Linked DNA regions of Lactuca sativa: region 2 is linked to region 1. The links are chromatin contacts, called in public Hi-C maps. All regions are on one chromosome and are shown on one strand. The core of a region is the stretch at or near the end of the contact, and the rest is flanking DNA. Distances in the headings are between cores, read along the strand shown. Region 1 holds the start of LOC111878988 (probable serine/threonine-protein kinase At1g54610). Region 2 holds the start of LOC111883972 (cytochrome c).

The links. A called contact is a pair of places that touch in the nucleus more often than the background predicts.
Region 2: a contact with region 1 is called in a Hi-C map of seed, with 6 times the contacts expected there. The contact joins the promoter of LOC111883972 here to the promoter of LOC111878988 in region 1. A contact is called at or near these places in 4 of 4 Hi-C or Micro-C datasets (bud, leaf and seed).

What each region holds. Positions count from the first base shown.
Region 1 is chr9:220,440,238-220,447,267 of Lsat_Salinas_v11, reverse strand. LOC111878988 (probable serine/threonine-protein kinase At1g54610) reads left to right here and starts at 3,198. Exons shown (of 8, transcript XM_023875450.3): 1 at 3,198-4,322; 2 at 4,397-4,681; 3 at 4,791-5,108; 4 at 5,714-5,941; 5 at 6,129-6,229; 6 at 6,349-6,463. The coding sequence starts at 3,846.
Region 2 is chr9:220,696,230-220,702,850 of Lsat_Salinas_v11, reverse strand. It overlaps LOC111883972 (cytochrome c), which reads right to left and starts at 3,661. Exons shown (of 3, transcript XM_023880300.2): 1 at 3,432-3,661; 2 at 2,623-2,756; 3 at 2,177-2,521. The coding sequence starts at 3,543. The coding sequence ends at 2,429. LOC111883954 reads right to left here. Exons shown (of 2, transcript XM_023880277.2): 2 at 6,042-6,621. The coding sequence ends at 6,284. It overlaps LOC111883979 (mitogen-activated protein kinase kinase kinase 17), which reads left to right. Exons shown (of 2, transcript XM_052767500.1): 2 at 1-1,019. The coding sequence ends at 826.

The sequences.
Region 1 (7,030 bases), core at 1,949-4,448:
TGTTGTTCTAACATATCACATAATCAAATAGTTGCATGGTATTTTAGGGTCTACTTACTGGCTCCGGCTGATCGTATACTCTGCATCCTCATTTACTTATTTTGAAAACCATTTAAAACCATTTTGAAAATCTTTCCTTGATTTCAGACTGGATTCACACGAGTGTTCCTCCAATTTACTCAAACCAAGACTTTGGTACCAACTCGTAACACCCATAAAATCATGCCAAATTTAAACTTTTTCAAAATATTTCAAAACCATTAATCATTGCAAAACTTGTTTTCAAAATAGTATAATATTAGAGCATCCCAGAAACAAAGTCATAAATGTGAGGAGCTATACGATCACACCTTTGCCTTCCCGCGATCATTTGAGGTACATGAAACCAAATCTAAAACTATAAGCCCGAAGCTTAGTAAGTTCCCCCAAAATACCCATACACGCAACAATATACATATAATCACAGACAACATACTATGGGTCTAGTCAACCATCGGGTTGGAATACCCCAGTCCCTCAACCATCCGGTTGGAATGCCAACATACTATGGGTCCAATCATCCTCGGGATGGAATACCCCAGGCCCACAACCAACAGGTTGGAATGCCCACATACTACGAGTCCAATCATCCTTGGGATGGAATACTCACGACCTACAACAATCGGGTTGGAATGCCCAAGTCTATTGGCTTTCGCACAAAGCAGATAAGCCTCAACTACTAATCAAACATGTGTACATATATCGGCTAATCACATAACAATCTATAGACAGACAAACTGATCTAACATATCATAACATCATAGTAACATCCTATCTACCAGGATTCTGATCTAACGGATCATAGCAACATATAACATCTTATCTACTAGGATACTGATATAACGGATCATAACAACATATACCATCCTATCTACCAGGATACTGATCTAACAGATTATACAATACTCAAGCATATAACATATCAGGATAACAATCCAAAAGGGTCAACCTTGGTGCCTTAGACCCTTGCTATAGTGAGGAAAACTCACCTCACAACTGTCGAACTGAAGCGATAAGCTCAAACTCTCAAATCACTGCCACGTACTCCACTGCCTTCAAACTGATGCCAATAAGCAGAAGGGTCAGATCCACTAGCTTTTCTTGCACCACTCCTCTTATACTTCAAGTCTTCTTCTTGAAAATCACCTTCCAAGTTGGGAGTCGGGGTGTTACATCGTATAATCTTCATCACCCTCGGGAAGGGTCAAAACCGATGCCTCACATAACTTTTGCCTCATATCCTCAAATGCCAACTGCTGCTTAGGCCCCCAATGAAAAGCAAATGCCTTATTCGTCAATTGAGTCAAAGGTACCACTATCTTTGAGAAATCCTGGATAAACCTCCGATAATACCCGAACAACACAAGGAAACTTTGAATCTCAGATGGAGACCTTGGAACCTCCCATCACATCACAACCTCAGTTTTATCTGTATCAACTAAGATATCATCCTGATTGACGAGGTACCCTAAAAATTGAACCTCGCACAACCTAAACTCGCACTTAGAGAGTTTGACATAAGCCTCTCCTTATTAAAGTCTCAAGAACCTCCTTCAAGTGCATCCTGTGCTGCTCCTCGATCTTAGAATAAACCAAAATATCATCAATAAACACAATCAGTGACTGATCCAACATCGACATGCGCACATGGTTCGTGAGGTCCATGAACGTTGTCAGTGCATTGGTGAGCCCAAATGCACCACCACGAATTCGTAATGGACATAACGATCCCTAAAGGTCATCTTCTGGATATCCTTATCCTTGTTTCTCATCTGGTGGTGACCCGACCTGGAAGTTTGGGACGTTATAATGAAACGAGACCCTAATCATAAGGTTTGCTTAAATAAGGCTCAATGCCAGAGGTATAGGGTTTTGAGCCCAGCCGCCACCACACCACAACCAACACCTGATTGCATCGCGACTTAAATGATGTGGTCGTACCGTGCCGGGTCTCTACCACTACACCACAATCAGTCATAAATCCCCAAACATCAAACTTGAAATAATTAAATGCTAAAAGATTCATACCTGAAAACGGATGTCACACGTTTAACCACGAATCGAAAGCAACAACATGAAGCATGTAATCTCTTCATTAATTTGAAAATCCATTTCGATCATCTACACTTTGAATTGAAACGAAACGAATGTCTTGAAGCATCTCAAGATCAAAGCACCATCTCAATCGAAATCTCTCCATCATTTAACCCATTAAAATTAAATCACATAATTGTACCATCGAAATTTGATTCGAGATCGAAAACCATCAAGAACTTCTTTCGATAATACTTCACATCGAAATTAGCGTGCACATCGAAATCTCAAGGCATCTTCTTCAATGAAACAACATTGGACCATCATTTTCTATAATTTGCTAACCTATAAAACTCAAAATAAGATCGAAATTAGAACTAGATAAAATTAACAATTTATCGAAAATTAATGTTGATCAAAACAAAACAATATCATTGTCTTACAACCAATCCATCAAAAAAAATCGGTTCTACATACCATTCGATAATCATATCTCAAGCATGAACACATTACTTTTATATCAAACATTGTGTTTATAGCTTCCTCGATGAAAAAGAGGCATAAAAGAGTTGGATCGATTTTGAGAAAAAAGGGCATACATAGGCAAAAGAAAGTGAAGGAGAAGGGGAGAGGACACAACTATTGGGTTGGGTGAGCATGTTTTTTAATTAATAAAATATTAAAATAAAAATAAAAAAATACAAAAAAATAAATTAAAATAATATAACGGTCCTTACAACTTTTTAGGGACCAAACCCATTAAAGTTTTTTTGATTCCGTACAAATTGAAATATTTTTAGATCTAAAGTATAAATAAATCCCATTATCTATTTTTTTTTCCAACGGTGTAAGCCCTAATAAGAGCCGATAGCCCAATACCTACAGTTTGATGGGCTTAAATAAATATTATAATCCAACCTAGTTTCCACATAAATTATAATCTAAATAATGGGCTATCAATCAATAAAAACGTTAACACAAAGCAAAAAAGTATTATATTTTTGTTAAGTTTTAACATAAGGTGTCATGAATTATTTAAGAATGGAGTATTCTTTTGTCCTTGGATCCTTGAGGACAAAATGGGACCCACATGGATATATAGGTTAAGAAAATGACAGAAAATATGCCATGTGTCGTCAGAGATTCCCTCTTCCCTTCCTGCCTTCTGCCTTCTGCCTTCTGCCTTCATCTTCACGAGTCAAAACTCAAAACCATTCGAGCTTCCTTCCATCCCTCAGACACTGCTACGTATCAATCGATCCCTCGCATTCCAACGCTCTTTCACATAGATCCGAAAATTTCTCTCTCCATTCCTTCTCACACCTCACTCGTCGTCATTCTCAAGCACCCCATTTCATTCGTCTCATCATAAAACTATAAAATAATCGAGTTGTTGAGTTTTGACCCATTCAATTGACTTAAGCAAGATAATAATTTTTCACATTCATCTGAATTTCAACAATTCTTCAACACTCCGATCTGGGTCTCTCTCTTTATTGAGTTTCTGTTTTTCATCACCGGGGTAGGTTTGTATATTCTAATTAGGGATCTTGAATCGTTTTGGGTTCATAATTATTAGTGCGATTTGGCGAATTTAGGGTTTTGATTACATGGGTAGACATTCCAGTTTATTTTATATCGAAGGTTCATAATGCAATTAGGAAGTTGGGGTTTCAAGCTATCAATAACGTTTATATTGAGGATCAAATTGATTGGATCGCTGGATTAGATGATATATATTGGATTGTAAAACTTCATATCTGGAAACAGTTATGGGGTGTATGTGCTCGAAAGGAATATCAGCAAATGAGTATTCAGAGAAGGAATCAAAGAGATCATCAAAACGTTTCCTCGGTTCTTCAAGAAGGGATGAAGTTGCAGTGGAGGTTGATAATGGCAGCAATGAAGCTACTGCTAGGCTAATTTCAGAGGGTAACAGAGAAAACACAGCAAGTTCAGGGCAAACACCATGGGATGAAGGGGAGAGAAAGAGTGTGGTTTATGAGCAGCAACCTGTGGTGCAAGTGCAACCGCTTGTGCAACTATCTCAAAAACCTGCAAAAACTGAAACCAAGGGAAACGGAGAGATACACCACCAGCCTGAAATCTGTAGAACATTTAGCGTTGCCAATGGATTTGATGGTGCTCAAGAAGCTGCTGGTTGGCCTTCTTGGCTCACTGCTGTTGCAGGGGAAGCCATTAAAGGATGGTTGCCCAGAAGAGCAGACTCATTTGAGAAATTAGACAAGGTCTGCCCTTCTTTTGCTTATATTTTAAAGTGAAACTGTTAGATTTTATATAAATTGTGTACATTTGGATGCAGATTGGACAGGGGACTTACAGCAGTGTGTACAGAGCTCGAGACCTTGAAACTGGAAAGATTGTTGCTTTAAAGAAGGTAAGGTTCACTAAGATGGATCCAGAAAGTGTTAGGTTTATGGCAAGAGAGATTATTGTTCTTCGTAGGTTAGACCATCCAAATGTGATGAAGCTTGAAGGCTTACTGACATCTAGGGTTTCTGGGAATTTGTATCTTGTATTTGATTACATGGAGCATGATCTTGCTGGACTTGCAGCATCTCCTATGATTAAGTTTACCGAATCACAGGTATATCTCTTTCTTTTAGGCAATCATCTTGTTTATTGAATAGAAGAATTGTTTCTAATAACACATAACTTCTATCTTCTAATATGGATTTATTGTATTTGACTTGCAGATAAAATGTTATATGAAACAATTACTTTGTGGGCTAGAACATTGCCACAATCGTGGAATCCTACATCGTGACATCAAGGGCTCAAATCTTTTGATTGACAATAATGGGAATTTAAAAATTGGGGATTTTGGTCTAGCAACTATTTTTAGCACAAATCAAAGGCAACCTTTAACAAGTAGAGTTGTTACTTTGTGGTATCGGCCTCCTGAGCTTTTATTAGGTGCTACTGATTATGGAGTAGCTGTTGATTTGTGGAGTGCTGGTTGCATCCTTGCTGAACTTTTTGCTGGCAAGCCTATAATGCCTGGAAGAACAGAGGTACTTTATATAAACCATTAAGTCTTGTATGGATAAAGTGGCTGAATGTAATGTTGTATAATCCAAACCTCATCAAATCAAATATGTAAACCTAAAGCTAAAAAATGTAACAGAAAACCTTAACCAATTTCCCAAATCTGTACCTAATCAACTTGAAAATGTAAATGTACACCTAAGGCCCTAAACAAAAATGTAATAAAAATCTGAACCAATTTCACAAATTTGAACCTAATCAAAACTGTAAATCTCATATGTAGTATTCTTACATGTGAAAGTATAGGTTTACAATTAGTTTTTATTTTATGAGTATTCTTTTTTAAATAAATCAAAGCTCCAAATGTCTAACCATATGCTTCAAGTCCGAATCCATAAGGAATGGTTAGCGGATAGAAAGGCAAAAATGTAACAAATAATGTCTGTATGTATTAAGCTAGGTTTTTTTTATTGGGTTAAACATATACTTCAAGTCTAATCCCTGTTGTATGATTTTTTTCACCTTTTTAGTCATTAAAACCGACACCGTGATTAAATGCATGTAGAATGACTATTTTGCCCTCTATTTCATATTTTTCTTTTTAATCATTTGTATTAATAATTATTCGCAGGTGGAGCAACTACACAAAATTTTTAAACTTTGTGGTTCGCCATCTGAAGAGTACTGGAGAAAATCAAAGTTGCCTCATGCCACTATTTTTAAACCACAACAGCCTTACAAACGGTGTGTGGGTGAGACATTCAAGGATTTCCCTCCATCTGCTTTAATGCTTTTGGATTCTCTCCTTGCAGTTGAACCTCATAACCGAGGATCTTCTTCTTCTGCACTTCATAGTGAGGTACACTTAAGCTCTATTCTGTATGAATGGGTAATGATGTCTGTCACTTAACCCATTAAGAGTAAAAAAGAAACAACATTGTATAGTTTTGTCTAGATTAAGTGATCAACCCATTAAGCTCATTAAGTCAAAAAAAAAAAAAAACTGTGGTGTATGTACTTACTTACCATTTGAGTATTTAATACAGTTCTTCACAACAAAGCCTTTACCTTGCCACCCTTCAAGTTTGCCCAAGTACCCACCAAGTAAGGAGTTTGATGCCAAAATGCGGGATGATGAAATGAGAAGGTAAATTTTCTTGCTTTTGTTTGCAGGATATATGATATGAGGAGGAGGAGGAGGAGGGCATTTACGTCTTTTTCACACACATGATATGTTATACTCATTTTTCTTTATTGTGATGGCAGGAGTAAAGCAAGTGGTGGAAAACCACGTGGAGTGGAACCATTAAGAAATGGTACAAGAGAATCAAGAGCTCAGCCAGCACCCGATGCTAATGCAGAATTGCATGCATCCATACGGGTATTTTGTTTTCTCTCTTAAAATTTCAAATATATATATATATATATATATATATATATATATATATATATATATATATATATATATATATATGGCTAATTTTTTATTAGGATAATATACTTCTTAAAGTCTATCCAATTATAGTAATGAAAATATCTTTGTATTTTGAGGACATTGTTATTTGGGTAAAAAATTTAAAATTACAATCCTATAGTAAGAAATGAAAGTAAGTAGCTATTTCTTGCATTTAACCCAAAAATAAAATGGGCTAATCACTAAAATGACCAAAAAGGGAGAAGTTCATATCACAAAACGACCAACTTTTCAAATTGTATCACAAAATGTCTTTTGTGAAATAACTTTATTGTGCAAAATTGCTTTATCAGTGGTCCCCACAACAAAAAATCTTCAAAAAGATCCGCAAATCTTTTTTTATTTTGTGAAAATGACATCATTTTCGTGAAAAATGTAGTGGGGACCACTGAAAAAACAATTTGGCAAAAAAAGGTATTTAACGAAATCCATTTGTGAAATAAGTGGTCATTTTGTGATAAGTTTGAAAAGTTG
Region 2 (6,621 bases), core at 2,412-4,911, 260 kb before region 1:
AGACGTTTCCTTCGGCGAAAACGGTCACACAAAAACAAATCTTTTCATTGAGTACATGGCAGCCGGAAGTCTCGGTGATGTCGCCGAGAAACTCGGTGGAAAATTAGACGAGGGAGTCATCCGTGTCTACACCCGGGAAATCCTCAAAGGATTGAAGTATCTCCACGATAGTGGAATCGTCCACGGTGATGTTAAATGCCAAAATGTGCTTTTGGGTCCGTGTGGGACCGTAAAGTTAGCTGATTTCGGTTGTGCCCGACGGCTACTGTCGGGCACAGGCACCACTGGAGCCATCAATCGGAAGTTCCTCTGTGGAACTCCGTTGTGGATGGCTCCAGAAGTTCTTAGGAACGAAGGGCTAGATTTCTCAGCAGATATCTGGTCTTTAGGGTGCACCGTTATTGAAATGGCAACGGGGCGGACCCCATGGGGTGAACTCGGGGTGTCGAATCAAATGGCGGCAATTTTGAAGATTGCTTCGAGCAACGAATTGCCTTCATTTCCTCGGGATTTTTCGAAATCCGGTTTGGATTTTCTCAACAAGTGTTTGGTGAGGAAGGCAGAAAGGAGATCTACCGTTGATGAGCTTCTAAATCATCCATTCATCAAGGGCGAAATGGTAATTAAAAAACATGAAATGTATTCGCCGTTGAGTGTTTTGGATATGGGTGATGACGGTTATGGTTCGGATGAGTCTGAGGAGATGAAAGTTATGAGTAAAATACCATTTTCAGTTCGCCGTTATGAGAAGAGAAAGTCGACACAAAGGCAATGTACAGAAAATGAGATGGTGTCACAGGAAAATTGGGTCACAGTTAGGACCTAAAAAGAAAGAATGTTTTAAAAAGAGTTGATGGATGAACGAATGAATGTATGATTGTATAGGATTTTAGGGATGATGTTTTTGTTTGAAAAAGAAAATGTACAGCCAAAAAATAGTTTTTACTAAAACCAGCCCCAAAGTGTTGAATTAGTTTTATTTGTTTAAAATAAAATAAAATAAAAATATTGAATATGAATCGTATCTGTATGCAGGACAGGCTTTGAGATTTTAGAGATCATGTACAGCTTAAAAGTTTTAGGCACCAAAAATAATAAATCCTAAAAAAAATAAAATAAAAAGGATCCATTTGCTATCTAAGTCCACTTCTACATACATTTATTGTGTAAACATGACATTATAATGTTATCCAAGCGCCCTATAGGCCTATATCATCCAACTTCCTTAAACCTTCACTAGAATGTTACTTAACATTAACAAATTGTGTTTTAACATAAATGAAGCGCACTGTTAGAAGGCCAAATACGAAGATAAAATGCAAAATTTCATTATTTTTGCAATCACCAAACAAAAAGGACCAAAATGTACATACTACTCGTCTCATTCTCAACTCGTTGACTCAAGTTTATATGTTTCTTTTAGGATACAATTTTACAAATTTAGAGTCTACGAAAAAACATTACTGGACTGTGAATTGGGCCACAAAATAGTCCTCATATATATAGCATAATTTTTTCATCTTTCTTGATTTTTACATTATTTTCAAGGTGAAAACTCAAGAAAAAAAAAGCTTATAAAAAATCTATTTTCACACCATTTAAGCCTCTTTCTTGTGGAAATTTTCTTTGAAATTTTTACCACAAAATTAAAAGGTTTTTTTTTTCAGGTATCAGATAATAAGAAATTACGAATTTCGTTGATCAGATTTGAGAAATTATAAAGTTCGATATAAAACCTGTAATTTTGCAGATGATATATGCATATTAAATTTTGCATTTGTTTTTTCTTAAAACGACGTTACTTGGAGTCATGTCCATTTCGACATCTGCAAAATTAGTTGTTTTAGTGTTCAGACTTATTTTTTACAACTTTTTGGAAAATAGTAATGTGATTAGACATATGTCTTTTTTGTCTTTATCATTATTATTATAGCGGATGTTAACATGGAGCAATATGTTCTGTAGGAATCATTATTTGCATCAAATATAACTATATTTTAGTCATTGACTATATTATGTATTAAAGCACCCACACCAATAACATTCATAGTGAATTTCAAACGGGTGACACACATCATTTTGTGTCCTATCATTTCTAACCTCATATTTCCATTAGCCTTTTAACCATTATCATAAGGTGTCACCATATAATACGCAGATGTTGCATTCTTACCAATTTATATTAAACCCAACATGCCATTGCCATTTGCCACCAAACAAAAGATATAAATCTTGTTTCCCAAAGTATTTGTTCTAATTCGACACAAAAACTACAATAAGTGCCTCATAAAAGGGAAACCTGAAACCTAGGAACATGCATGTATGTCCATGAAGCCATGTCCAACATGACATGAAGTTATTTGCAACAAAAGTCAGTATGTGATGTAGTTAAGTCCCATTGAAAATAAAAGGAATGAAATCTTATCATTCAAGAAGTTGATTGCTTCAAATAAGCAATAAGATCAGCTCGATCTTGTGGTTTCTTCAATCCAGGGAAAACCATCTTTGTTCCAGGGATATACTGCACAACATGAGTTTCACAATTTATAAGAAAAAAGAAAAAAGAAAATGTGATGTGAATTAGGACCTTTCAAGTTTCAAATGATATATGTAGTCTTGTACCTTCTTAGGGTTTAGTAAGTAGTCATAGAGTGTATTCTCTCCCCAGGTCACAGCCATATTCTTGTTGGCAGCAGAATAAGAATACCCTGCTGTGGTGCCAGATTGCCTTCCAAAAAGACCATTCAGATTTGGCCCTGAAGTTCATATAAAGCCATATGAGCATGCTAAAAAAAAAAAAAAAAACTTGAGATAGACAAAGAAATCTTTTACCAAATGCAAAAACTACAAGACAGATGCAATACAACAACATTTTTATGATTCAATTCCACTTGATTGGTAGTAAATTGGACACAAATGGAAGATTCCATCAAAGGAAGGAAATGATCATTCCATTCAATAGTAGGTGGAATTCAAATCCGTTCCGCCACTTGGTTTATTGAAAGACAAAAATACTGTTTTTGTGAATGTTTTCCATAGAAGCATTCATCTGCTCTTAGATGCTTATACGTGAGAATGACAAAGATTATGAGAATGATTACAAACAAGTGGTCCTGATTAAAGAAGTCCTACACCTAACCATGTGATCCTAAAGCAGATGAGCTCAATAAACATCAAATCACTACATACAATTAATCGCCAAGAACCCAGAGAGCACACAATTGAACAATATAGCATTCTTTTACCAGGATGTGGCATATGAAAGAGTCAAAAGTATAAAGATCACGACATCAAAAGCATTGCATACGTCGAATCGCAGTAAAACGAGAAATCTTCGATAATATAGCAGCGGAAATTATACTAATTCAAATTACAAATAGAGGAAAAGGCAAGTAATAAGCTATTTGGGATTTAGACAATAATGTAAAAACCTTGCTTGTGACCGGCTCCTTTTTCGACGGTGTGGCACTGAGCGCACTTGGTTTTGAATATCTTCTCTCCGACTTTAGCATCGCCTCCTGGTGCTTGCTCGAATGACGCCATTTTCCGGTGAAATAAACGCCGCCAATAAGAATCTTAAAGAGTTAGGGTTTCGACTTTTACAGAGACGACACCGCCTTTCGAGAACTTTCTTCTTTCTTTTACAGGTGTTTTATGGCGTTTACATAAAGGATCGTGGCTTTATTGACGCGGCACACGCCATGAGACATTTATGCCCTCACTTCAAATTTCATCTGACGCTTTTACCCTCATTTGACAAGAAATCTTGTATTTTAGATTAAATTTTTTTGAAAGAGGTATTTTAGATTAAATTACAGATTAAGACCTTGAACTATTGCTTAATCTCGAGGTTCTAGCATATTTAGATGTTTGATATTTTGTTGACGGATTCTGTCAAACACTTTTTGAATGACTATATCCGATCTGTATGTTTGATACATGAGAAAAATGGGTCTGACCTAATTATTGATTTTGCTCCGAAGAAAAAAAAAGAGGTTGACCGAATAGGTGAATGAGATAATGACAATCATGCCCTAATAAAAAAAACACGCCTCCTTCCAATTTCAGCACCTTCAACACTTGTCCCCATTTTACCTAGGCGACGTTGTTTTTTTCGTTTTCCTTGTCCTAGACGTCTTCTTCTTCTTCTTGCCCCGATTTCCAGCAGCACTCTTCCATTCTCCACCTACCATATTTCTTAAGATAATGGTGTAGAACTAACACATGTCACACACTGTAATTATAAAAAGTCTTTGTTGTATTTTTTTTATTTGTGATGTGAATAACAGTTGCATTATGTAATCATTATTTGCAAGAAGTTACTATATTTCTAATTGACATGGTCTTGTTATAGATTCATTTTAATAAGTAATCAACATGTCAATAATATTACTTAATAGTTACAGGTGTGTTTATATAGAAAAGATGAATTTGTATCGTTTGAGTTACAAACAGAACAGAAAGGTAAAATTATCATTTTCATCGTTCCGAACAACCAGTCAGATGTAAATTTAGTCAGAGTTCAAACTCAATCATGTCTGTGAATCAATCAGTTTATTCATCAATTATCAAACAAGTCAATATTTGGTCTATTAGATGTTAGAAAATTAAGTTTCATTTTTATATGATCTAGTCTTTTTACCCAACACAACTTATAGTAAGAGGTTAACTAACATGCTTGCTAAAAAAAATCGCATCCAAGAAGTTATTAAATGATACAATTCCTAATTAGAAATTATGTATGATATATAAAAGTATAACCCGATTGCTTTTGACAAACCGTTATAAATGATTTATCATATAACAAAGGTTTATTTCCGCAAAAATCAAAGGATGTGATTCTTTACTAAAAAAACCCGATACTTGATAAGTGATTAAATTTCATCGTTCTAAGTTTGCAAAATATAATTGAGTCATATATATCAACAAACAAGCAACCGACACCGAATGATTTTTAACCACAAAAAGTGAACTTTACGATTTGGCATCGACATATATGGATATAAATGTTTGTTTATAGAGGAAAAAAAATATAGATTTCCGTATATTAACATTTTTCAATAAAAACAAGCAATTGAAAACAATGGTTATGGTGCTCTAATTTTTTATTTTTTTAAATATGGTTAGTTTTTTAACCAAAAAAAAAAGGAGATTTTTGACCATTATTTCGCGGTCATCATGATCGCGATAGAAATTTTATTAAAAAATGGATGTATTTTTTTTGACACGAATTAAAATTAAATGGGCAAACTAAAATATAGTATTGTTATGTTATTAGCCCTATATTTTATGGGTATCACAAAATTCGTTTAAAAATGCTCCGATCAAAATCAATTTCAAATCCCTAAAATTTTGGAAAGCTTGACAAAATTCATGCAAGGATTTTACACCAAATTTATAACTTATATTGACAACTCAACATGCATCTCCAAATTGTTGGTTGCAAATAACATAAGGCCAAATATTTATAAGTATGAGATTTATAAATATGAGATTTTTTAACATGTCATATTTAATTTGAAAAATATTTTATATAATTAATACATTTCACATTTAATTTTGATAATATTTCTTATAATTTAATGTTTCTTATTTGTGCCTTTAAGACACATATTAAAAAACCCCTATAAATATTTTAGGAGAAATTAAATTGCTTGCTATTTTTTATTCCTACAAATATGCCTACCTAATAAAATTATGACAAGTGTCATCATTCTGTATTTTTTTAACTAAATCGTTAAAACTATATTAGAAATATGTCAAATAAAATTAAATTGAATGGTGATTTGTCATATTTTTAGTGGATAGAAATAATTATAGGTATAAAAAATAAGAGGTAATTTAATTTCTCATATTTTAGTCACCATTTTTTATTTAAAAGATCCATATCTTTCTTGATAGATTCAATTACAATGTGTTAAATTGCGTAACAACCAACTATAGTTTTATGTTTGGAAAAGAGTTGTGGAACAAAAGAAAGCAATCTTCGACTTCCAAAAGGGAAGCAACACGATCAACAATAACAAAGAAAATGCATAAACTGGATGAAATTTTACAAGGATTTTATAAAAGTAACAGCAGAATATCATTGAGATACACATATCATAATTTCCACCAAAAAAAACAAGGTGGATCTCCCAGCCAATCCAACATATCTCAAAATCCCAAACACAAAAAAGAAAAAACAAAAAAGAAAATTAAAAAACAGCAATACTTATTAAGTCTAACCCCTTTACAAACTATCCACCATTCCCACAAAATTTAAACCCTTTTTTTTTCCCACTCAACCTCCCGAAGAAGGAGGCAACATAGGCCACCCCAATAACCTTGGTGACCCCACGGGACTCGACCGCTGACTAGGCGAAAACAAACTTAATTCCACAAACGCCCCTGAACCCCCTTCCTCTCCTCTCTCATTCATCCGAAACGAAATCGACCCTTGTTTTCCCGAATCTGCCCCTCCACTAACAGGACTTTGGTTAGCAATCAACGAAAGGGTATCATTATATTCTTCAATAATCCTTCTCCTATCTTCTATATCTTGCAAATTCTTCAATTCCAATGAGTCCGCAATCGGATAATAAACAAGCACACAAACCGCCACCTCAGCACAACATAAAA